Linked DNA regions of Rattus norvegicus: region 1 is linked to region 2. A link is a contact called in public Hi-C data. All regions are on one chromosome and are shown on one strand. Each heading gives the region's core, a stretch centred on a gene start, on an enhancer-like site or on the middle of the called end of the contact. The rest is flanking DNA. Distances are from core to core; before and after follow the strand shown. Region 1 overlaps Susd1 (sushi domain containing 1). Region 2 has its middle 7.4 kb from the start of Ptgr1.

Evidence for each region. A called contact is a pair of places that touch in the nucleus more often than the background predicts.
Region 1: a contact with region 2 is called in a Hi-C map of liver, with 4 times the contacts expected there. The contact joins two enhancer-like sites. A contact is called at or near these places in 5 of 12 Hi-C or Micro-C datasets (the Rat2 cell line, frontal cortex, kidney and 1 more).

What each region holds. Positions count from the first base shown.
Region 1 is chr5:78,960,093-78,965,099 of GRCr8, forward strand. It overlaps Susd1 (sushi domain containing 1), which reads right to left. Exons shown (of 15, transcript NM_001427255.1): 13 at 3,784-3,823. Among named protein-coding and RNA genes, the nearest start is that of Susd1, 110 kb to the right of the region's middle. Within about 2 kb of position 2,374, at least 8 of the 93 cell types and tissues checked have an H3K27ac peak or open chromatin away from gene starts, as enhancers often do. A contact at or near this core is called in liver, where this site is marked.
Region 2 is chr5:78,602,504-78,607,630 of GRCr8, forward strand. No RefSeq gene overlaps it. Among named protein-coding and RNA genes, the nearest start is that of Ptgr1, 7.4 kb to the left of the region's middle. Within about 2 kb of position 3,513, at least 5 of the 93 cell types and tissues checked have an H3K27ac peak or open chromatin away from gene starts, as enhancers often do. A contact at or near this core is called in liver, where this site is marked.

The DNA of each region.
Region 1 (5,007 bases), core at 1,124-3,623, 360 kb after region 2:
CAGCCCAGGCAGAGGTGGCTGAGGACTAGCCAAGTTAAAAACCATTTTAAAGACACTGTCTGATCAGGAGCTTGACGGAGGTGAGGATGCTCAGGCCTCTGCATTTGACATCAAGGACAATTCCCTGACTGTCAAGCTTTCTCAGTGGTGGCACTGTGAAAAGGTAAACACAATACTCCATACTGGGCCAGATGAATGCTGTGAGTCAAGGATCCGAAATGATTGGGGGATGGGCTTGCATCACACTCCTCCAAATTACCTAATGCGAGTTGTCCTGGCTAGGGTTTCTATTGCTGTGTGCAATGCCATGACCAAAAAGGAAGCTGGGGAGGAATCGGTTTATCTGGCTTATACTTCCACATTGCGGTCCATCACTGAGGGAAGTCAGGACAAGAACTCAAACAGAATAAGAACCTGGAGACGGGAGTTGGGCCACGGGCGTGTGCTGCTTACTGGCTTGCTCTCCGCCCAGGACCACTTGTCCAGAGATGGCACTAGCCACCATGGGCCAACCCTCTTTATCAACCACTAATTAAGAAAATGCAACACGGGCTTGAACGCAGCTTCATCTTATGGGGCATTTCCTCAACGAAGGCCCCTCCTTGCCTGTGTTGAGTTTGCTTTAAACTAGCCAGCATAGGAGTCTTCACTGTTTGTTTGTTTTCTCTTTGTTGTCGTCATTATGGTCATTATTTGGGTTTCCGAGACAACCTCGGAGCATTGGCTGCTGGTGGCTGCAACTCACTCTGTAAAACAGGCTGACCTCAAACTCAGAGACTGACCTATGCCTCCCGAGTGTTAGGATTAAAGGTTCTCAGTAATGATTCTTCAATGAAGGGTGCGGAGAGAGGGACAATTAGAAAAGCCATTCAGTACCCTTGGCAGGGAATAGGGAGGCAAAGATTAAAACAGAGGCAGAAGGAACACCCATTCAGAGCCTGCCCCACATGTGGTCCATACATATACAGCCACCCAATTAGAAAAGATGGATGAAACAAAGAAGTGCAGGCCGACAGGAACCGGATGTAGATCTCTCCTGAGAGACACAGCCAGAATACAGCAAATACATAGGCGAATGCCAGCAGCAAACCACTGAACCGAGAACGGGATCCCCGTTGAAGGAACCAGAGAAAGAACTGGAAGAGCTTGAAGGGGCTCGAGACCCCATATGAACAACAATGCCAACCAACCAGAGCTTCCAGGGTCTAAGCCACTACCCAAAGACTATACATGGACTGACCCTGGACTCCAACCTCATAGGTAGCAGTGAATGGCCTAGTAAGAGCACCAGTGGAAGGGGAAGCCCTTGGTCCTGCCAAGACTGAACCCCAAGTGAACGTAATTGTTGGGGGGAGGGCTGCAATGGGGGGAGGATGGGGAGGGGAACACCCATAAAGAAGGGGAGGGGGAGGGGTTAGAGGGATGTTGGTCCAGAAACCAGGAAAGGGAATAACATTCGAAATGTAAATAAGAAATACTCAAGTTAATAAAGAAAAAAAGGGGGGAAAAAGCCATTCAGATATTCTCAAAATCCTTCCTATTCATCACAGAAGACCGACTACAGCCTCCTCTGTTTCTTCCGCCTGCTTTGCATCTCTCCCAATCATAGTTTCCAGATAGGGTAGATTCCAGAAGCTGTTGCCTATGTCTGAGAGTGTGCAGATCTTATTTGCAACTATATTTTCCCTGTGAGCACTCTATTCTGTCCCTGGAGCTTCAGGGCATGCCCTGGATGCTGGGTGTGTATGCTCGTTTCCCCGAACCCTTCATTAAGCTGCTTCAGAAAAGAACTTGGCCACAGCACACATCTCTGTTAAGAGGGCGATCTAAGATATAAGCGGCCAGATAACTCGCCTGGCCCAGCTCCAGAATCAGCTCTCTACCCTCGTTGAAGAGAGTTTGAGTAGAGATTAAAAAAAAGAAGAAGAAGACGGAAAGTAAGGTGAGGCGAGAGGCAGACAGACAGACAGAAGCCTCACTCCCTGAGCCCCTCCTCCATGTTCCCTGCTATGTCCCCTCTACAACAGAGCACCCACTGTAAAGTCTGTCCACCGCAACCCTGGAAGAGGTCACGCTGCCTCACCGCTACAGAGGTCTCCTGTGGCTGTGCTCAGAAGTAGGGATGGAGTGGAGGGAGTTAGAGGACACGTGTGGGCCGAGGGCAGCATTCCTCGGAATAGCCAGGAATAGGACCATTCTCAAAGGTTATAAACTTAACAAGATTTCTGGAATTAGCCACAAACTAATGGAATCCCTGGGAATCAATTCGACTGGCTGGCTGCCCACTGTTTTTAAGCAAACATCCAGCTAGGGAAGCCTGACAAACAAAGATCAGGGATTACTCAATCCTGAGGCAGCTTCCCAGAGCTTTGAAAACTCTGTTCTTGGAAGGGGAAGTTTCAAAATGCCTCCTCAGCCAGAGCCAGGTCTGGAGCCAATGGAAGGAGAACTGTCCTACCTGGAAGACCCAAGTCTGCCAGGGCAGCCAGGGCTTTACCTCCTCAGGGTGTGTGTGTGTGTGGCTGCTGTCAAGGGCACTGATTTTTGCCATTTGGTGTCATATACTAAAGTCTGAGAATGATTACATCTTCCATGTATCAGAGTTACACATCTGGATCAGATCAAGAAAAATATACAACCCCTGGATTCCCGGCCTTGGAGCTGGACACAGCAACCAACCTTTGAACTCTGTTCTTTTCCAACATTCCTTGGTGGGGGTGGGGTTGTTTTATTTTTCCCCCTAGATGTAGGATAGTTCTATTCCGTACATAAATTGTTTTCATTAATAGAATTATGCATCATTAATAGTGGGGACAACTCTGAGAAATGTGTCAGTGTGTAATTCCTCATTGTGCACACATCACAGAACGTTCTTAAACAAAATAACGTAAGTAGCACGTCTCTAGCTGACACAAATTCCCCTCATCCTGTTTTAGGCAGAGTCTTATTATGGATCCTAGGCTGGTACTCACTGTCCTCCGACCTTTGCCTCTAAGTACTGGGATTCAACCATATACGGTCCACGCCACGCTCTAGGAAATGCACTCTTTTGTGCCTTCCCCTAGATTTGTGCTCTAGGAAATGCACTCTTTTGTGCCTTCCCCTAGATTTGTGGTCCACCACTAGACTCAATTGTCATTATTGGTATGTGACTGAGTGCATGTGTGGGTATAACACAGTGTACAGCCAAACAGCAGGTTTCTATAGCTCTTCTTATGCTCTGCAACTAAGCTTTCCAGTGCTCTTAATCTTGATTAGAAACTTTCCCTTCTCTCAGTGCCACTCTGGTGGAATGACTGCTCTGTCCCCAACAAGCCACACAACCTACACAACACCAACATCGACTGATCCTATCTCAAATCCAGGGTGACTCAGCCAATGGAAAGCCACCCAAGTTAGGAGGAAGAACTCTTCTGAACTGTAAAACGTTGTCCTCACTGAAGTTACTCACTGGGTGTCTAGGGCTCTTCTCTCCTCTCTTATGGTTACAGGAGAAAAACAATAGGGCCGACTGACATTGTCACAGGAGAGATGGGAGGCTGACAGCAAGGTGGTCCCCTTTGTGGCTGGTTACATAATTTCGTGAGCTCACATCTCTTCAGTAATGACTCGAATATACCATACCCTATGGCCTGAGAATGTCTATATTTCTCTGAAGATACCTGAATTTGTGTATCTGTCACCACTTGTGACAATATAAAGCAAGTCCTCAATGTAAGATTGGTGCCGCAGACTGAACATGGAAGAAGAAAGACAGCGTGCGTAGAGAGAACATAGCCTTACCTTTTACCTCAGCCATGACAGCACAGGAGTATCTTCTCACCTGGAAGGGAGACAGAGAGGCCCATGTAAGTAGGAGACATGGGGCATCATTTTAAACAATATACTGCAGATGCTAAAACCCTCTGACTCTCAGACTCTTCATACCCTAATTTGAAAATCTTTAAAGTCCCATCTAGTTTTTGCAAGTGTGTGTATTTATGTTTTGTGTTGCTAGGGATTAAACTCATGGCCCCATACATGCTTGGCTAGTGCTTTACCATCGAACCCCAACCCTAACCCTATCTCTTACGTCTCATAATTCAGCCACATATCTCCAATGTTCAGAGGACTGGCATGGGTCACACATATAGGAGTGGCTCTAGACATCATTTCTGGGGGTTTCCAAAAGACCTCAGAAAGCTTACACCATGAGTAGACAATGAACTGTAAGGAGCTCTGGTATAATAATATTTTGTCTCTCTGGATGCGGTGTCTCTCTTAGCAACTGTGGTGACCAAATGCAATAGGAAAAGGGGACCTACAAACCCACTGGAACCGAGGACCTCGTCTTCTGGCAATCATCCTCACTGTCGATGGAGACAACTGGGGATGGATTCACACTCTTGAATGTGGCTAAGGATTCGGTGCAGCCTCCCTGGGGAAGAAGTTATAGAGCCACCCCTCCAATCTCATTATGAGACTCTTTTCAGTGACACACTGGGCACTCTGGTTCTTATGTTCTTAAAAAGGCTTTTTAAAAATATATTTAAATCGAAAGCTTCTGGGGAAAAGGCTTTAAATAGCTGAAGGTTTCAAATATAATTCAGTTTTGCCTTGAGGCGAGTTTTGAAATTAGGAATGAAGAAATATGTATGTCAAGACAACGAGGAGCAAAGGATAAAGCCGGTCACTGAAAACATTACAGCCAAGAAACTGACAGGGGCCAGGTGACACAGGAGGACCATTGAACTGGTGTGCCTGGATCAGATGCACATCTTTTTTTTTTCCTTTTTTCATTTTTTCGGAGTTGGGGACCGAACCCAGGGCCTCGCACTTGCTAGGCAAGCGCTCTACCACTGAGCTAAATCCCCAACCCCTCAGATGCACATCTTAGAAAACTCACCCTGCAGTAGCTGGAGCAAGGGGATGGGTAAAGCAAGAGACAAGAATCTGAATAAGCGATGGGCAAAGAAAAGATGGGGAACTCTCCAGCACAATGCTGGCTTAGAAAGGAAGAGAAAAGAA
Region 2 (5,127 bases), core at 2,263-4,762:
TTGGCTAGTGTTCGGTACTGTTATCTTCCCCAGAGCCTCGGGGAAGCGAGAGGCAAAGCAGCACACACTAGAGACTATGTAGGTTCCAGGGCTGTGACTGGAAACCTGGTTAGTCTTTTCTGGAGCTGACACTTTGCCCTGGGCATTGGACCTCCCAACCCCATGGTAAAGCAGACTCCTCATGTAGGAAATAGCAAACTGAAGGAAGGTCACGCTTACAGGATTTCTGGAAGTTTCTGTGAGCAGGGCAATTTCTCTCATGAGAATCAGTTGAGGGTATGAGGAGTGTCTCTCTGGTTTTCCCTTCCGAGTTCTCCCAGCATTCTATCCCTTGCCTAGTTCATGTAACTCTCCAGTAGGCACTCTTACTGCCCCACTTGGGCTGGGACCCTAAAAAGCCAAGAGGAACCCGAAACATCGTTATCAGTAAGGAAGCCTGTGGCAAGTAATGGGGGGTGTGGGGGGGGGCATGGCAGAAAGAAAGGAATGTGTCTGTCAAGAGGACACAGCTGCTTTCTGGGAGCTTCCACTGACCAAATATAAGACTGAACATCAAGGGTTGGGGATTTAGCTCAGTGGTAGAGCGCTTGCCTAGCAAGCACAAGGCCCTGGGTTCGATTCCTCAGCTCCAAAAAAAGAACCAAAAAAAAAAAAAAAAAAAAAAAAAAAAAAAAAAAAGACTGAACATCAGAGCAAGCAGTCAGTGCCCACATAACCCAACAGTAAGACATGCTAATCTATAAATTATAATTTCACTAATCCCCATGTAAGGAAATGATCTCCCTAAAGCACAGATGGTAGCCAGGAGGATAGGATTGGAATGGCACGATTTTGTGACTATTATAGTAATAATTGATTCAGGTAATGTTAGGTGGTGGTGGTGGTGGTGGTGGTGGTGGTGGTGGTGGTGGTGGTGGTGGTGCGTGCGTGCCTTTAAACCTAGTATTTGAGAGGCAGAGGCAGGTGGATCTCTGTGAGTCCAAGGTCAACTGGTCTGCAGACCAACTTCCAGGACAGCCAGGACTACACAGAGAGACCCTGTTTCAGAAAAGAAAAAAAGAAAAAAAAACTGACTCAGGAAGAAGCTTGAGCGGGAAGGTGTAAGTGAAAGGCTGGTGGGGAGTGATGTATTTGTCCAGTGAATACTGACACACCCCTTTACCAGTTATTTATTAAGGGGACAAAGGTAATTTTACAGTGGGAAAGTCTTGGCAGAGAAGTGGCCCAAGTCCCACTGGTAATATGAGATAAATAGGTGTTATCTTGTGCTTTCCGATAGTCGGTCTCCAGAGAGTAATAATCCAATAATTCACAGTATCCTCACAGAAGTGCATAGCTTGGGGTTGGAACTTGAGGAGAGAGCAGACAAACTCACGTTCAAACCCTACAGAACAACAAGTATATGTTTTGGTCTTTCAAAGCATTAAGGCCAAGGGAGACAGAGAAAGATTTAGGGACTGTTCTAGAACAAGAGGGCAAAAGAATCGTGACAACAGATGACCCCAAGTTACTATAGGAGAGAAGCCTGGGGTTAGTTAGCCAAAACAGTCATGGCTGAAAGAGCTGCTAGGGTCTGAACATAGACTGTGGATTAGGGCAACTGGCAAACTATGAATGGCCTCAGAGCCAAACTACTGGGTAGATTTTTGAGGGCACCAATCCCAACCATGAGGGCTCCACCCTCAAGACCAATCCCCTAAGAAATGCCTCTATGATTCAATGTTAGGGTTTCAGTGTATTTGAGGACATATAGATTCTTATATCACAGGAGGGGGAGACAGGGAAACGGACACTTAAGGGTTCTTTGGAAAGTCACTTGTGTCGGATGGTGTTTTGCTGGGGCAAGCATGTGAAGCGGTGTTTTCCTGAAGCAGACACAGGTGAAGGAAAGCATGTTTTGCTCAGCGAGTGTGTGAGAGGACATGTGATGATAATGATACCCATGTGTAGCTGAGCTCTGTTTGTCCTGACTCCGTAGAGAAACACCAAAAACAATTCCAGTGGTGTTCTGGCGGCTTCTGGCTGCTTCCAAGGACTCAGGTTGATTGGTAGAGTGATGTCAGATGATACGGACTCAGGCACTGAGGCAAGACGTGGTGAGGTGAGACCAGTGGACACGTTGTATGTTTGGAGGAGGTATAAACAGGACCCAAGGAACAGTGACGGAGAAGTGTTTGCATGGTTAGCTTTGCAACACTCCTTTGTCTGCTGTCTTCGCTGATCTTTGCTTCCTTAAGAGAGGCATGACAGAAAACTACTGGAGTCCCTGCTGGCCCTAATCGCTCCTGCTGATTCCTGCCACTTCAGCTGAGGCCTGGCTGTTTCTGCTAGGTTGTGCCACCCCTGTGATTTGTGTTTGCTATCCGGACACTACTGAACTGGACACTACTGAGCTGGAATATTTGTGAAATATTCTGAGTGGATCAAGCCCCTGCTGAATCCTGTCAACTGAACTGCTGAGTTCCTGGCAACCCAGAAGGGATTTGCTCCAAAGAACAATTTCTAAATCGGTCCACTCCTCCATATTCTAATAACTACCTCTGGTGGGTGGTGGGCTAGAAGGGAGGTTAAAACGATTGAGAACCCATATTAAAAGTAGGTTTTGAAAAATTTAAGCTTACAGGGAAATGTTGATCCTGCTTTGTGACCTGGGTGTGAGGTATATGTGTGTTTAAGTTAAATGGCCTTGTGTGCCCTTATCTTCCAGTCACTTTGAATAATTATCTTCAAGGTACAAAGTATCTTCCAGGTCCAATCCCTGGGTGGCCTCTGAACCCGCATTGGTGCTATCTCCTGGTCCATCTCTGATGGCAAACTTCATCACAAACCCTAGCCTTCGCATCCCCTCACCTTCTCTAGTCAAAGGTCAATCCTCCGCCTCATACACCCTGTCGTGTTGGCCCTCCAGGTTCTGTTTGTAAGGAGCAGAAGGGAGATTTTTCTGCTAATGAAACCTGCTAAAAACTTGGCTTAGGACGGTGACTTGTCAAATTAATCTAACGTTCTTTGATCTGTCTGGAAGGCTCCTCGGTGAGTCCCCCTGTCCCAGACTGGGTTTGGCTGGAGCCAGAACTGCAAGGTTGGTGATGCTAACAGCCTCCCTTCCCCTGCCAGGCACTGGGGACAGCGGCTGTTGGGAGTTGGCCTAGCGGACATCATAAAGCTCAACTGTTACAATGTATGAGGTGTTTTCCTTTCTGTCTGCTGATTAGCACGGTAAGAGTGAAGGAGCTGTGTGGTTTGGTTTAGTTCAGATGTAAGTACTCCTAAGGAGGTGATATTAGCTTCCCCCTCCCACCCCCACCTCTGCTCCCCCACTACCCCCCTTCTGCCATCCTCTGACACCCCGAAGCAGAAATGAAGGAGCCTCTAGCTTCTCCACACCACTGCTCCTCAACACCTCCTCTCCACACCTCCCCTCCTCCACGGGTTCCCTCCTCCACACTGTGGACATCTGAATAGTTTTGGAGCAAACCACACAGCCTAGACTGACAGGTGTTCCTCTGGTCACAACAGCACAGGGGCACTCGAGAATTGCTCAACCTGCTTTCTCACACTGGGCTGTCCTGGGTTCAACTTTCACTTCTGCTCTCAGCAGCTGACCTTGTGTTTCCTGAGCACATCAAAGCCATGGATCAAAAATCTCATCTTTTAGTGATCGAGACGACAAACGTCTTTGCATTCCTGTTCACCTTTCTGCCACTGATAACAGCAAGCAGCTCTCCTGAAAAGAGCTCTCCCGAAAGGAGCTCTCCCAGCTCTCTGGAAAAGAGCTCTCCCGAAAGGAGCTCTCCCAGCTCTCTGGAAAAGAGCTCTCCCGAAAGGAGCTCTCCCAGCTCTCTGGAAAAGAGCTCTCCCGAAAGGAGCTCTCCCAGCTCTCTGGAAAAGAGCTCTCCCGAAAGGAGCTCTCCCAGCTCTCTGGAAAAGAGCTCTCCCGAAAGGACTGTCTTAATCTTCTAACTTCACTGAGCTACTTTCATTATTCTTTCTCTCTTGCATAACCCATCCCTTTGGGATTAACCAGAATGTTTTATGTTTGAAAAACAAAACACAAAAAACTACCTATATACGGAAACTTCCCCCATTTAAATTGGCTTACCCTCTCTTCCAAGTTCCATGAATTCACATGCTCAAGGGTCTTCCTGATAGATTTGTCTGTTGTCTCCAACTTGACATTCTCTCACCTGGGTTTCTGATTTAAGCCGAAGGCAGATGCATTCTTGCTTGCTTCCTTGTTAGTGAGAATCCCGGTGCTGTAGCAGTAGCAGTGTGCTAACCAATTTCCCTTGCCATTAGAAGCCATCACATGGCTTAGAGATATAAATAGATGTTTTTAGGGATTTGGGGGGACATTTAGAGTGAGCATTTTTTTCCTTCATGGGGAATACATGGAGGGACAGTGCCCAATTGTGATTATGAAGTTCACAGGCTGTAATAAAGTTTATTTAGAAGGACCCTGGAACATGGGTAGCATCATGAGATCCTGGTATTAATGTTGAAAAGCTCCCTCTCCAGTTAGTTTGTGATTTTTCCCTCTCAGCACTATAGTCAGATCATTGTCAAGGACTGCTGTCTCTCCTCCAGATCCTCTATTGGTGCATTTGTTTTCCCCATGCCATTGTGCGGTCCAAGCCACCATCATTTTCTCAAATAACGCATCTCGTCCGCCTGCATCTACCTCTGCTTCATCTTTTTCTCCATCTGGTAGCTGGAGCACAATGACGAATGTTTAAACCGCAAACCAAGTCAGGCGACTTCCTTCCTTAAGCAGCTTATGTCCTTCTGCCTCTTGGATACTCACCACTGGGGAGTGTTTTCACAGCACCCCAGCTGATTTCAGTCGCCACATCTCGCCCCGACTCCGCCACTTCACTCGAGCTATGATGGTTTTTACGTCATCAGACACTTGAAGTCTCTGAAACGGCAGGATCTTGAGCACATTGTCCTGCCCAGAATATCTGTTCTCTTTGCCTGATTGGTTTGTTACCTTTTGGGCTTTTAGCTTAAATGCCAATCCTGTGAGTCCTTCCCCACTTCCCCGCTCCTCCTCAGACCTCTCTATACTTTGTCATTGTTAACTTGCTCTGTCTCGGCTGTCTACCCAGTGCCAGCCCAGGATCATCGACA